Regions from separate parts of the Mus musculus genome. Here regions 2 and 3 are each linked to region 1. The links are chromatin contacts, called in public ChIA-PET and HiChIP or PLAC-seq maps. All regions are on one chromosome and are shown on one strand. Each heading gives the region's core, a stretch centred on a gene start, on an enhancer-like site or on the middle of the called end of the contact. The rest is flanking DNA. Distances are from core to core; before and after follow the strand shown. Region 1 holds the start of Itpr1 (inositol 1,4,5-trisphosphate receptor 1). Region 2 overlaps Itpr1 (inositol 1,4,5-trisphosphate receptor 1). Region 3 has its middle 26 kb from the start of 0610040F04Rik.

Region 1 (3,872 bases), core at 276-2,775:
ATCCCTCTCTAGATGGCAAACCTGGGGTAAAGAGTTCAAGGTGATTTGCCTAAGGGCTTAGAGGCTGCTCCTAAAATAGGAGGGGCTCCTTTAAGGAGGTGGTGATGGAGGTCCCAATGGGCAAGTGCTTAGTATAGGTACAGGTTGGAGTTGCAAAGGAGACCAAAGTTAACCTGGCTTGTCCTGTTCTTTGGCCTTATACCTGCTGTATACAAAGAGGTTACAAACCCAGAATCAGTGACACTCAATAGCATGCTGTACAGAAAGCAGGTAGGCTGAGCTCTGTAGAACCATTTGTTTTCATTACAAGGATTACTGTTAACAGGTCTTTAGCGGTAGCAGACAGACCCCCATTTAGGATGTTATGATATATTTTGGCGCGCTCTCATATCCTGGCACAGTGCCTGGCCTGGCACCCAGATGACACCCGGGGAACGTTTGTGGAATGAATACGTGCAGTCTAGTTTGTAGGGTGGGATGGGGAAGGAGACAGTAGGATAACTTTGCCTGTGATGCAAACTCTTCTTCCCAAGACCAAAGTTCTATGCACTTTGCAGCCTGGAGCCTACACTATTTTCTGGTGTGTGGAAATCCATTTCAGCCCAGAGGCTTGGGTTGAAGACTTGCAGCACGCCTCGCCTGGACGCACTCATCTTAGTATAAGCAGTTTTCTCTGAAGCCCTTATTTTTTTGGTTTGCGGTTTATTTACTTTAGCGTTTACAGATTCCAGGAGCATAGGGGTCTTAGAAGCGGGGTCAGGACCGAGGTCGCGGTTTGTATTTCTTTCCTGCTTCGCGATCACAACATCAGCAAGTCACAACATGGTTCCTTTATTTGCTCACTCGTCAGGGTAGCGTTTCTTTTACCTCCTACCGGGCGACGAAAGACAGACCCAGCTCGAATTCAGAAAAGGGCTCTCACACGATTACCCCGCATCCTCAATAGCAGGGACCACCCCATTTCCAGACTTAGTTTTTCATGCAGACACTAGCAGGATCCAATAAAAAACTAGACCAGATTTAATAAAGACAAACTTGTTTCTTTAATCCTTGACCGCAAACACTGGCGTTTTTGTGCCTCGGATTTCTGAAATTCTTGGCTCCAGGACACAGGGCGCGCGGGGGTGGGTAAATAGCTTGTAAAAACTTCCCGAAGCAGTAATCCGAGCTCTTCCTCTCTCTCCGGACCCTAGTGACACCTGACTTTAGGAAGGGAAGATACAAGTCAAAAGAGAAGGGTTCACAGAGGTAGGGGACATACCCAGTGGGTCGGGCTTGCCAAACCTGGGGAGTCCGGTGTTCAGACACAAGTTCGCAACCCGAGCCTTCAGCCTGGGCGCCTCTTCCCCCTCCCACCCCTGGTCAGCGCGCGGGAGTCTATTTAGAACCCAGCCCCGGAGCCCAGGGGATTCTGGGACTTGTAGTCCCTCTGCGCAGCCCCAGGCGCCGGCACGACCTGGGACTCGGACTACATTGCCCAGGGAGCTTCCCGGCCTATATAAGCGGTCGGGCGCTGCTTTAAAGTGCAGTAACCATGTGGATGTTCTGCTGAAGCGTTTCCTCAAGCCTGCCGGGGTGGGAGGAGAGGAGGAGGTGGTGGTGGTGGAGGAGGTGGAGGCAGAGGGTGGAGAGAGAGAAAGCGCACGCCGAGAGGAGGTGTGGGTGTTCCGCTCCCATCCTAACGGAACGAGCTCCCTCTTCGCGGACATGGGATTGCCCAGCGGCTGCTAACCCCTCTCCTGGTCCTGATCCCCCAAACCGGCGTGGCTCCCCGGTCACCAAGGTAGCTGCTGGGGCCGGGCAGAGGGCGCGGGGAGTTGGCACTAGCTCCCGTGCGCAGAAGTTTTTGCCCTGATCACCGGGAGTTCTTGGTGGCTTTGGTGGCTTTGCATGCACTTGGCGTGTATTTTGGGGCTTCTTTCCCTGTGAACAGTTTTGGGGGGAGGTATATATTTTTTTTCAGGCTTAAGTAACCCCAAACGTCCTCGACTCTAGTGACCGGTTTCAACCTCCTTCCCCGTATTGAAATGGCATTCCCCCAAGTTGGAAACGGTTGGAGTGTCTGCAGGAAATAGTTTTTTTTCCCCCTGGGGGGGGGTATTTGAGGGGGTCATATGAGTTCGCTCAAGGAAATAATCTTTCTAAAAATGTAGCTAGCCCTGTTGCGCTGCTCAGCTGGTAGGATAATGCATGCGTGGGGGTCCCCGTGGGTTAAAAAAAAAAAAAAGGAAGAAAACCGGAGGAAGGGGGGGGGGGGCGATGAGGAAAGAAGTGTGGACGGAGCTCGTGCCCAATGAGGACGCGGGTTTCACATACTTGGCCTCCACGCGGGGAAACAAGTGCTTTGGGATCTCAACACGTCCCTTACTTCCATCCACCTTCAATCCCCATCCGGCGTGTTCGAAGTTTCTGCGTGTCTGATCTTTCTGGCCAGCTACTGACGGGAAATAAGCATGCTGGGTTTGCTTTTATTTGGGGGAAAGAGATCCCTCCGACTTAGCTGCTAAATTTGGAGGGGAGTGGGATCTGCAGGAAAAGCGGAGGCTATAAAAGTCAAAACTTGGATTTGAGAATTTCTGATAGACCCTCGCGAGATCCCCTACTCAGTCTTCTTTCTTTGTTAAATATTTAGGAGCTGATTACAAGGGACCAGGATTTGCATCCTTGGCTGGGCGTCCATTGGCTACAGAGTGCCTGACCTGGGTCAGGTGAGTGTGCGAGCCGAGTGCTGTAGTCAAAAATGGGTTTTTGTCCTAAGCATTTTCTAAGTCCTCTTGTAGCTGCCATAGAGGTAAAGTAGGGAAAAGAAAGACACCGTGGTCAAAATTGGTCATGGTCTTGGGTGAGTAAAGGTCTAGTGACAGCCACTTTTGAAGGTCGCTCAGAAGTGAAGCATGGCGGGGTGAGGGGGGTGGGGTGGGGAAGATGTCGGTAAGCGACCACAACGTGCAGTTAAAGGGACTGTAAAGTGGGTGGTCCCTTACCAGCCTGAGAGGAGCCCTCATTAGTTTAATTCCCAAAGATGCAGAACTTTTCATCTGCCAAGATCCCTAAGCAAGAGTGAGATACCCCTCCCTTTCACAAACTGTCACTTTGTTCTGTTCGGTTGTGGGCATGCCTGTACCCAGAATGGGCTGGGCTGCAAGAAATGAAAGTGACAAATTGAAAGAATGAGAACTTAAAAACGGGAAGGAAGAGCTTAAAGAATACTACAGTCGCTTCCAGGGTTTCACTGGAGCCACCTGAATGTCAAGGAACCCAGCGGGCTTCTCTTGCTTTGGGACCTGTTCCTGGATGAGGAGCTGAGGGCAGGCAGCATTTCTGTCAGTATAATGGCATATTTAAAACCATCACAGCCCGTTTCTAGAAAATAAAGCTTCTGTAGGTACAGGTGCCACTATGGTTTCAGGTTTGGCCATTGGATTTTGTTTTTGTTTTTGTTTTCCTAAAATGTCTGGGAATTGAGTAAACAACAAGTTAATAGGGGTGGGTGGTGAGCTGTGGGCAGCTGGTCCTTGGTAACTTCTTTAATGTCCTAAATATTTAGCTGTTCCCTGGGCTACAATCTTTGGGCTTTTCTAATTAGTGAATAAAAGCCAGATACTTCATTATGGTAGTAGAATGCTTTTGTTTCCTGTTGATAAGGTCCTCAGGAATACTGGCAGAGCGGGAAACATTTGGAAGGGAAGGCTAGTTCTTCTGTGGACTTAAGTCTATGTTGATTAAAGCTTGGGGTCAGCCTTCTCTTTGAAGTACATTACAGACGAGGTTAACTGGTCCACAGACTCTTCTCTATCTTTTGCCTAAAAATAATGAGGCTGTTCCATTAGGTAGTAGCAAGCCAGCTGCAGAGCTGTATCCCAGAAGACCTT
Region 2 (3,602 bases), core at 1,021-3,520, 340 kb after region 1:
TTACTAGACCGTCTCTGCACAAAAGTTTAAAAACTGAACCGTATGCAGAGTTCCGAAGCAAGTCAAGTTTGTAAATGCATACCTAAAAATATTTAATAAACGATGCAGAATCCTATGCAGTGACTGGCTGGTGGCTTTCATTTGTCATTTCCTTGTGGCTTGAGAACGATTCCAGTGTTAGACTTTTCTCCCCATTGGGACTGAGTAAAACTATAGCTAAAAACTCATTTGGTTGCCAGATTAAATCAGGAAATGCTAACCTGATTTTAGAAAATAAACAATTGTTTATATCTCAAGAGAAATCAGTCAAACAAATAACAGAGGGAACTTCATACAGAATTCTCCTCAGTGACTGAGTGGCACCAGGATGTCAAAGGCACTTGGCATGACACGGTCCAGAATGCTCTGTTTAGTGTGGGCACCTTTAACTTGGCATTTTCCCCATGAAAGGAAGGATCACTAATCATTGGATTTGTTGGTCCCACTCCCCGGTGATCAGGCTCCTATCACAGAGCATTTATGATGTTTGTCTTGTACTAGGCTCATTCTTCCATCCAAATAGAGAAAATGTGGTCCTTCCTGAAGCATGGCTGGCTCCGGCTGCTCTTTTGACGCCTATTGACTGTGCTTTGGTAAATGGGACTAATTCTCACCCAGCTCAGAGAACTGGGTCAGGATTAAATTCCATCTCAATGGGTAGTTTCATAACTTACACTTTACTACATAAATTGGGTAACGTAAGTCAATTTTCCAGTCAGTTTAAAATTTTCCACCATAAGGTAAGCCTACGAGAGACACGTGGCTTTTTGTCTAAAACCAACATGGCTCCTGTACTCAATCCCATAATACTGTGCGGCCAGCAAGGACCTGCTCTTTGCCCTGGGCTTCGTCTTTGATCTCTCAAGCTCTCCAGCACGGCATGGCTGGCAGTGTACGTTGTGTCTCCCCACGTCCTAGCTGGTTCACTGGAAACTTCTGCATTGACATGTTTAGGTGGCAGCTTTTACAGGTTTGTCGTGTCTCATTTGAATCCTGTCACCAAAGATATAAATCTTCATTCAGTTTGCCAGCTTCAGCAGAAAATAATTGAAACTGGAATGTCACTCCGCCTTACTCGCTGCAGGTCCTACCTTGGGAATGTGGGCGTCAACACCAAAGCTGGTACAGTGTAGCTAAAACAGAATCTGCAGGTAACTCTCTCAGGGCCTCTGAGAGGGCCTTGATTCCACTGCCTCCTCCACACACCACCTTTTCCTACACCTCTGTTTCAAGGGTTGAGATCCAGGTCACCTTCAAAATTACCCTCCACCATCCCCCATGAGGAAGTAGCATTTCCAGGCTAAGCATTAGGTATGACAATGCAGTGTCCATGTGCAAGAAGAAAGCCTTTGTGGCTTTAGTTGCTTAAATGTTTGCCACCATAGCAGATCAAGTTTTGTTTGGGGGTTTGGTTTGTTGGTGGATTGGTGGATGGGATTTGTTGGTGGGTTGGTTTTTGGTGGGTTGGTTTTTGGTAGGTTGGTGGGTTTGGTTTGTTGGTGGGTTGGTTTTTGGTTGGTGGGTTGGAGGGTTGGTTTTTTTGTCCTCCTTAAAGGACTACATGCTCAGTCCACCAAACCAAAGAACAGTAATGAGCCTTAAAAGATGAGCCCTGGAGCCTTCAACAGGGAGAGTAACTTCCTGAGTGCTGGCTCCAACATAAACAGACACCTCCTGACTTCTGCAAGACAGAGCTAGCTCTTCCCAAGTCAGGTGCTGCCTGCCTTTCAGCACAGGGCTAGCCTACTTTAGTAGTCATCTCCTTCTCACTCTGTCCCTGCATAGGAAATTCTACCCACCGATCAGTCATTCTTTTTCAAACCTCTTTCATAAGAGACTCTATAAGCTAGAAAGCACTAAGTGTGAATACTGTATCAAGACTGAAAACCCTGTGGCAGAGATAAGCAACAGGTACACTCCTAACAGATCTGCCTTCCACACCGAGAGATCTTGTACAATACCTTTTACTTAGCCACATCTTTCAAAAGGTGAGCCAATCTCAACTCAATCAAGGGAGCTCCCTTCCAATGACTGTACTCATTGCTGTCCCAGAAGTCAAGTGTTTAGCCAAATCCACTTAACTCTAGTTCACTGATCACTTGTTAACAATCAACTGGGATGTTGGAAAACCCCCATAAAGATTTCGATTTTACAGAAAGTACCCAAAATTCCACTGATTTTGCATCACAAAGTGGTGGTTAAAGTACTGTTTTGAGTAAAACGCACTGTGTGTGGTTTTTGTGGGTGGCTTTAGCTAAGAATGACTATCAGACCTCAATTACCTGACAGGAGAGAGCTATGACGGCAATTATAATTAAGACAATTAGGATCATAACAAATACCTTTCCACCCTTAGCAATAGAAGTCAAGTATAGCATCCCAACACCAATTCAGAAACAACCAGCTCAACACACCAAACCTACCAACATGGACAATTTAGAAAACAACAGTGGATTGTATATGTCACAGCTCACACTATAGGATGGACTGCCTTAATGCTGGACTTCTGAATTCTTTTACGAGTCTCTACATTACTGGAGGTATGACTTGAGGAAAAAATAGCAAGCAGGCAACCTAAAATCCTTTTAAGGTCGTGACAAGCCAGTGTGGAAGAGAATCCTAACACCTAGAAGTGAAACTGCATCATCTACCCAGCCTGGAAAGAAAAAAGAAAGCTAAAAACCACCAGAGAGCAAGAAGGCAGAGTTTGAGAAAACCCCTAAGGTGAATTCTGAACAACAACAAAAAGAGTCCCACAACATGAGTGCGTGTTGTGTGCAGGAACCACTGGTGGAAAGAATTCGCCAGCACTTTTGTGATCACCTCAGAGAGAGAGAGAGAGAGAGAGAGAGAGAGAGAGAGAGAGAGAGAGAGAGAGAGAGAGAGAGAGAGAGAGAGAGAGAGAGAGAGAGAGAGGCCGGGCCCATTTCAATGGAACAATACAATACAGTACACACAAGTGCACAATCCAGGAATGTAAGGTCCTCACTGCTGAATAGCTTGAAGGCACTTCATGCCTTTTTAACATATATGTCACTTACAGGATCTCAGAAGTCTCTCCAGAAGCCTTCTGTGGAAGCTGTCTGGAAGATTTGGTGTTGTCACTGGGTAAGATACCTGGGACACACAAGGCTGGTAGTGGTTCTCAACCTTCCTGGTGCTTCCACCCATTAATACCATTCCCCATGGTGTGGTGACCCCAACCATAAATTTACTTTCATTGCTACTTCATAACTGTAATTTTGTTGCTGTTGTGAATCATAAGGTCTCAGGTGACCCCTGAGAAAAGGTTGTTCAACCCCCCAAAGAGGTCATAACCCACAGGTTGAGAACCATTGGTTCAGAGGCTAAAGGATTGTCTGGCCTCCACAGGCCACAGGGTAGAATAAAAAGACAGGGCCCTTGACAATGAGAATCTTTGTGCTAGCTCAACCACCTACATGTTTTGACTCTGAGAGAGTTAGTCATTTCAATTTTTAATTCTCCCCATTCTAAGAGTAGAGCGCTCTTTCCACTTCCTCCCACAGGTGGTAATGAGCGCAGAGATGCTATGCGGACACCAG
Region 3 (3,815 bases), core at 94-2,593, 470 kb after region 1:
CACACCCCAGGAAGCTGACACTGTCGTTAGACAAGCCCGAAGCACAAGGGACAAGGCCAAGGGTGTTTGGAACAGCAAAGCCAGTAATAGTGTCTGGGGTCATAGAAGCTCTTTGCCCTCCCAGGAGGGGCCCATGGCCAATAGTGAGCCATCTCTAAGTGTGTTACAAAGAGTGTCAGAGGAGAGGTCAATGTCTCTAGGCCTCAACAAACCCTTGGATGTTTAGCCAGCCAGATGCCTTTACACGTCACCTTCCTCATCTGGAACGCTCCAAGACATGATTGATTTGGATGAAATAATGGTCTTTTGAGCCCCCTTTTACCCCAGTTAACCTCTTAAGTTCTGTATTCTGCTTAATGTCTCTCCATTCCTCATTTCTTGTGACCACTGTGTCTCCTAATAAAGTCATTCTACATAAAGGCACGAGTAACTGATAAACATTTCAAATCTTGTATCGTTCAGAAACTGAAACAAAGTGGAAGGGGATTCTTCTCACTGAAATATTTTCCTTTTTGAGACTGAAATATAGGTTGTTCTAGAACTCACTATACAACCCTGGCTGGCCTTCGACTTGATGACAATCCTCTTGCCTAGCCCCTCAAATGCTGAGATTTGCAGCCATAAGCCATCACCTGTTGCTTCTGCAAATAATGGACAAATACCTAACTGTGTCCTGAACAGGACTGAATTCTATCTATAATCATATACAACAAAGACGTAAAGTGCCGCATCACAATGAAAAGACAAGGAAATTACTTTTTCCCGTTCTCGACTTAAATAAAGTAAGGAGTAAGCCTCAGCAAACGAGTGCTTGCCTGATAAGTGTAAGGGCCTGGGTTTCCTCTCCAGCACTGAGAAAGACAGTGGGAGAGAGAGGAAAAAGGAAGACGGCAATAATGCTCACTGCGTGGAAGAACCTTATATTGCCATATTGACTGGCTAAGTTGCTTCTTAATTGTTTAAGTTATAGTGTGTGTGTGTGTGTGTGTGTGTGTGTGTGTGTGTAGGTAACCTGCAGGCTTCAGTTTTCTCTTCTATCATTTGAGTCCTGGGTGTCAAACTCAGGTCATCAGACTTGGCTGCAAGCACCTTAACCTGCTAAACCATCTTACTGACCCCGAATCATCTTTGTCATGCTAAGGAAGATGAGGTTTTATTTGGGTCCTCAGCCGCACAGTAAATGATAGTAAGGAAGTTTGTTAGCCTTGAATACAAGCTCTCTGAAGACAGGCTTTCTTTTTCGTCCATTTTGTTTGCTGCTATAATGCAGATCGTAGGAGGGGGTTCTGACAAGTCGTAGGGCTGGAATGACTATTGTTTGCATCACAAATGGCAGGAGCCTTCAGGCATCAGGAGCAAGATCTGGTCAGGCATCGCTTCTGGAGGTTTGACTGCTTGATGGAGTCAGCCAGGGCTGGGCGGTTGAAAGTCTCTGCAGTGACAGGCTTAGGGGAGGGAGACCTCCAGTGAGCCACATGCAGGGAGGGGGAAGTTTTCACTCATTGATAACCATCACTGTGAACTCCTCCCCAACACCCCTTCCTTCAAGCCCTGGCCTCCTTACTGGAAGACACAAACTCGCCCCAGTTTTCTACATCCTGAACCTTGAGAGATTTCCTCACCAAACTAGGCTGGTACAGACCCTGGGAGGTTCCGGCAGATTTGGGGTGCTTGCGATGTTTGCATAGGGGAAAGCAGGTGCTGATGTTGTTATGTTCAGTGTGATAACTCTGGCCCATTTATTCCTTAGTACTTGGTAGTGACCGCGAGTATACAGGCAAGCTCAAGGACAAGGCAAAACAGGACAAATTTGAGAACCATGGTGACAGATGCAAATCACACACACACACACACACAAAACCCCACCATGTTGGGAGGCAGGCAGTCTGGTTTAGTCCAGGCTAGCCTTGCTGTGTAGCAAAGCTTGAACTCCTGACCTTTCTACTTTTTCATCTCTAATACAGGCAGGGTTATAGGTGTGTGCCAACGCTTCCAGCTGGAAATAGCATTTTCTAGAAGGCAGTGAGTGCTTGTACAGTTAGGATCCTGACTCTGAGCTAGCCCACTGGACTCCAAATCTCAGCCCTTCTCTTTGGCAGTTCTATGACCCCAGTCAACTCACCTGACCTCTCTCAGATACTATTTCCTCCTCTATAGCAAGCTTCTGCAATCAAGCAACCTAGTGAGTTCCTGGCCCGTAGACTGTGTTCTGGCAGTCTGCGATAGCTCATAGCCATAAGCCTAATACTAAGGAGAATAAAAAAAGATTACTGCAAATTTGAGGCCAGCCTGGGCTACATGGTAAGTGCCAGGGTATCCTGGATTACAGAGTAAGGCTATGTCTCATAAACAGCAAAAGGAAGACCTGCCTGATCCTATTTCACAGGGGAAGGAAGTAAAGACCAGAGAGGTGATTAACTGCCCTGTTCCCTGACCCACTGCTTAGGAGTGACAGCGATCTGAAGCCAGGTCAAGTTGACCTTGCCTCTGTAGTAGTTGGGTGGAGAAAGGTCAAAACCCCAGAAGATGCCTGGGTTTGACGCTGTTCCCTGAGGGCTGATGGTAGGATCCTCTGAGGTTTGCCCCCTGTTGCTCTGTGAAGAATCCACAGGCCCAGGCAGGCTCCTGTCTGGAAGTTAGAGTAGTCTAACTAACTAGTCTGACCTATGACAAATTTTAAGTGGAGGGGGCCACCGCAGGCAGGAATGTAAGGAGTTACACTACCTTAAACTTAGTCCTGTAATGAGAGGGTCAGACACCAGTAGCCATGGTGACCAGAATGTGTCTCCTGTCTCCTCAAATGCCTTCTTCTTGACCCACCTGCCTCCCGTGTTCTTTTCTGCTTACCTCAGACCCACAGGCCTTAGGATATTGTTGTACCTTGAAGTCCGAGCATGAATGTCGCCTCCTACAAAGTCCCTTCCTATCTCGTTTTCAGAAATCCACCATGCTCACACATACCATGTCTCCTCCCTGCGTGTTTCCTGCCCCATCTGTGATTTCCTTACTGATCTGAGTGCCAGGTCACTGTCTAGCTTTGCTAGAATACACCCCTACACCTCAAAGGCATGGACAACACTGAAGGCGTTGTCAATCCTGCTTGGCTTGAACAAGTAGTCGCCACGTGGCAATCATGTGAATATCATGTGGATATGAGCTGATGACTGGATAAGTGTGTCAGTGCATGACGATGGGAAAACGGTGTCTACCTCTTAAGCCTCAGTTCCCTCTTCTTTGAAATGGTGTTAATACCTAATGAAGCAAGATGGAAATAAAGGGGCTGCTATTGAGGACTTACTGTAGGTCCAGCATACACTTGGAGGTGCAGGCAAGGACCAGAAGTTCAAGGTCATTTTCAGCCATGTCAGGAGTTTAAGGCCAGTATACATATTGAGAGAGGGAGAAAGAATGAGAGATTTTCCTAATATAGTATATATAAATGTATATATATATATACACACACACACATATATACATGAATGAAAGCTGGAAGTATAGCTCAGTGGTAGAGCACTTGCCTAGCATGACCAAAGCCTGGCACCTTTAAAGTAAGCACCTCCCCGCAAACAATGGAACGGCTTAGTTCAGGATAGCTATTCCTCAGATTGCACCAGAGATGGGGTGCATCACTTAGTGGTTCTGCACTGTGGATTCTGAGGTGTAGTCTCCTTCCCCTACTACCTCCAAAAGGGGAGATAAGACGGTGGGGGCGCTGGAAGCATAGGGATCAGAGAGGTTCTCATTAAGCTTCCCCCTTTGTGGATTTCTGTCCTCTCATCCCACCCCTCCCCCACCAGCCCCACCCTTTCCAACCA

Evidence for each region. ChIA-PET counts read pairs in DNA pulled down with a chosen protein or histone mark. HiChIP or PLAC-seq counts read pairs in DNA pulled down with a chosen protein or histone mark.
Region 2: an RNA polymerase II ChIA-PET map of memory CD8 T cells shows a contact between it and region 1, with 130 read pairs. The contact joins the enhancer-like site here to the promoter of Itpr1 in region 1. A contact is called at or near these places in 2 of 484 Hi-C or Micro-C datasets (embryonic stem cells and uterus) and 3 of 115 datasets of contacts at active chromatin or transcription factors (CD8 T cells, effector CD8 T cells and memory CD8 T cells).
Region 3: an H3K27ac HiChIP or PLAC-seq map of embryonic stem cells shows a contact between it and region 1, with 5 read pairs. The contact joins the enhancer-like site here to the promoter of Itpr1 in region 1. A contact is called at or near these places in 1 of 39 promoter capture datasets (neural stem cells), 5 of 115 datasets of contacts at active chromatin or transcription factors (the 230-238 cell line, embryonic stem cells, large pre-B cells and 1 more) and 3 of 9 other capture datasets (embryonic stem cells, liver and macrophages).

What each region holds. Positions count from the first base shown.
Region 1 is chr6:108,211,571-108,215,442 of GRCm38.p6, forward strand. Itpr1 (inositol 1,4,5-trisphosphate receptor 1) reads left to right here and starts at 1,526. Exons shown (of 62, transcript NM_010585.5): 1 at 1,526-1,783; 2 at 2,633-2,708. It overlaps Gm38872 (predicted gene, 38872), which reads right to left and starts at 1,348. Exons shown (of 3, transcript NR_167935.1): 1 at 1,285-1,348; 2 at 1,036-1,203; 3 at 686-870.
Region 2 is chr6:108,550,996-108,554,597 of GRCm38.p6, forward strand. It overlaps Itpr1 (inositol 1,4,5-trisphosphate receptor 1), which reads left to right. Exons shown (of 62, transcript NM_010585.5): 62 at 1-121. Among named protein-coding and RNA genes, the nearest start is that of Gm44040, 17 kb to the left of the region's middle. Within about 2 kb of position 2,271, at least 38 of the 459 cell types and tissues checked have an H3K27ac peak or open chromatin away from gene starts, as enhancers often do. A contact at or near this core is called in CD8 T cells and memory CD8 T cells, where this site is marked.
Region 3 is chr6:108,684,613-108,688,427 of GRCm38.p6, forward strand. No RefSeq gene overlaps it. Among named protein-coding and RNA genes, the nearest start is that of 0610040F04Rik, 26 kb to the left of the region's middle. Within about 2 kb of position 1,344, at least 21 of the 459 cell types and tissues checked have an H3K27ac peak or open chromatin away from gene starts, as enhancers often do. A contact at or near this core is called in embryonic stem cells, where this site is marked.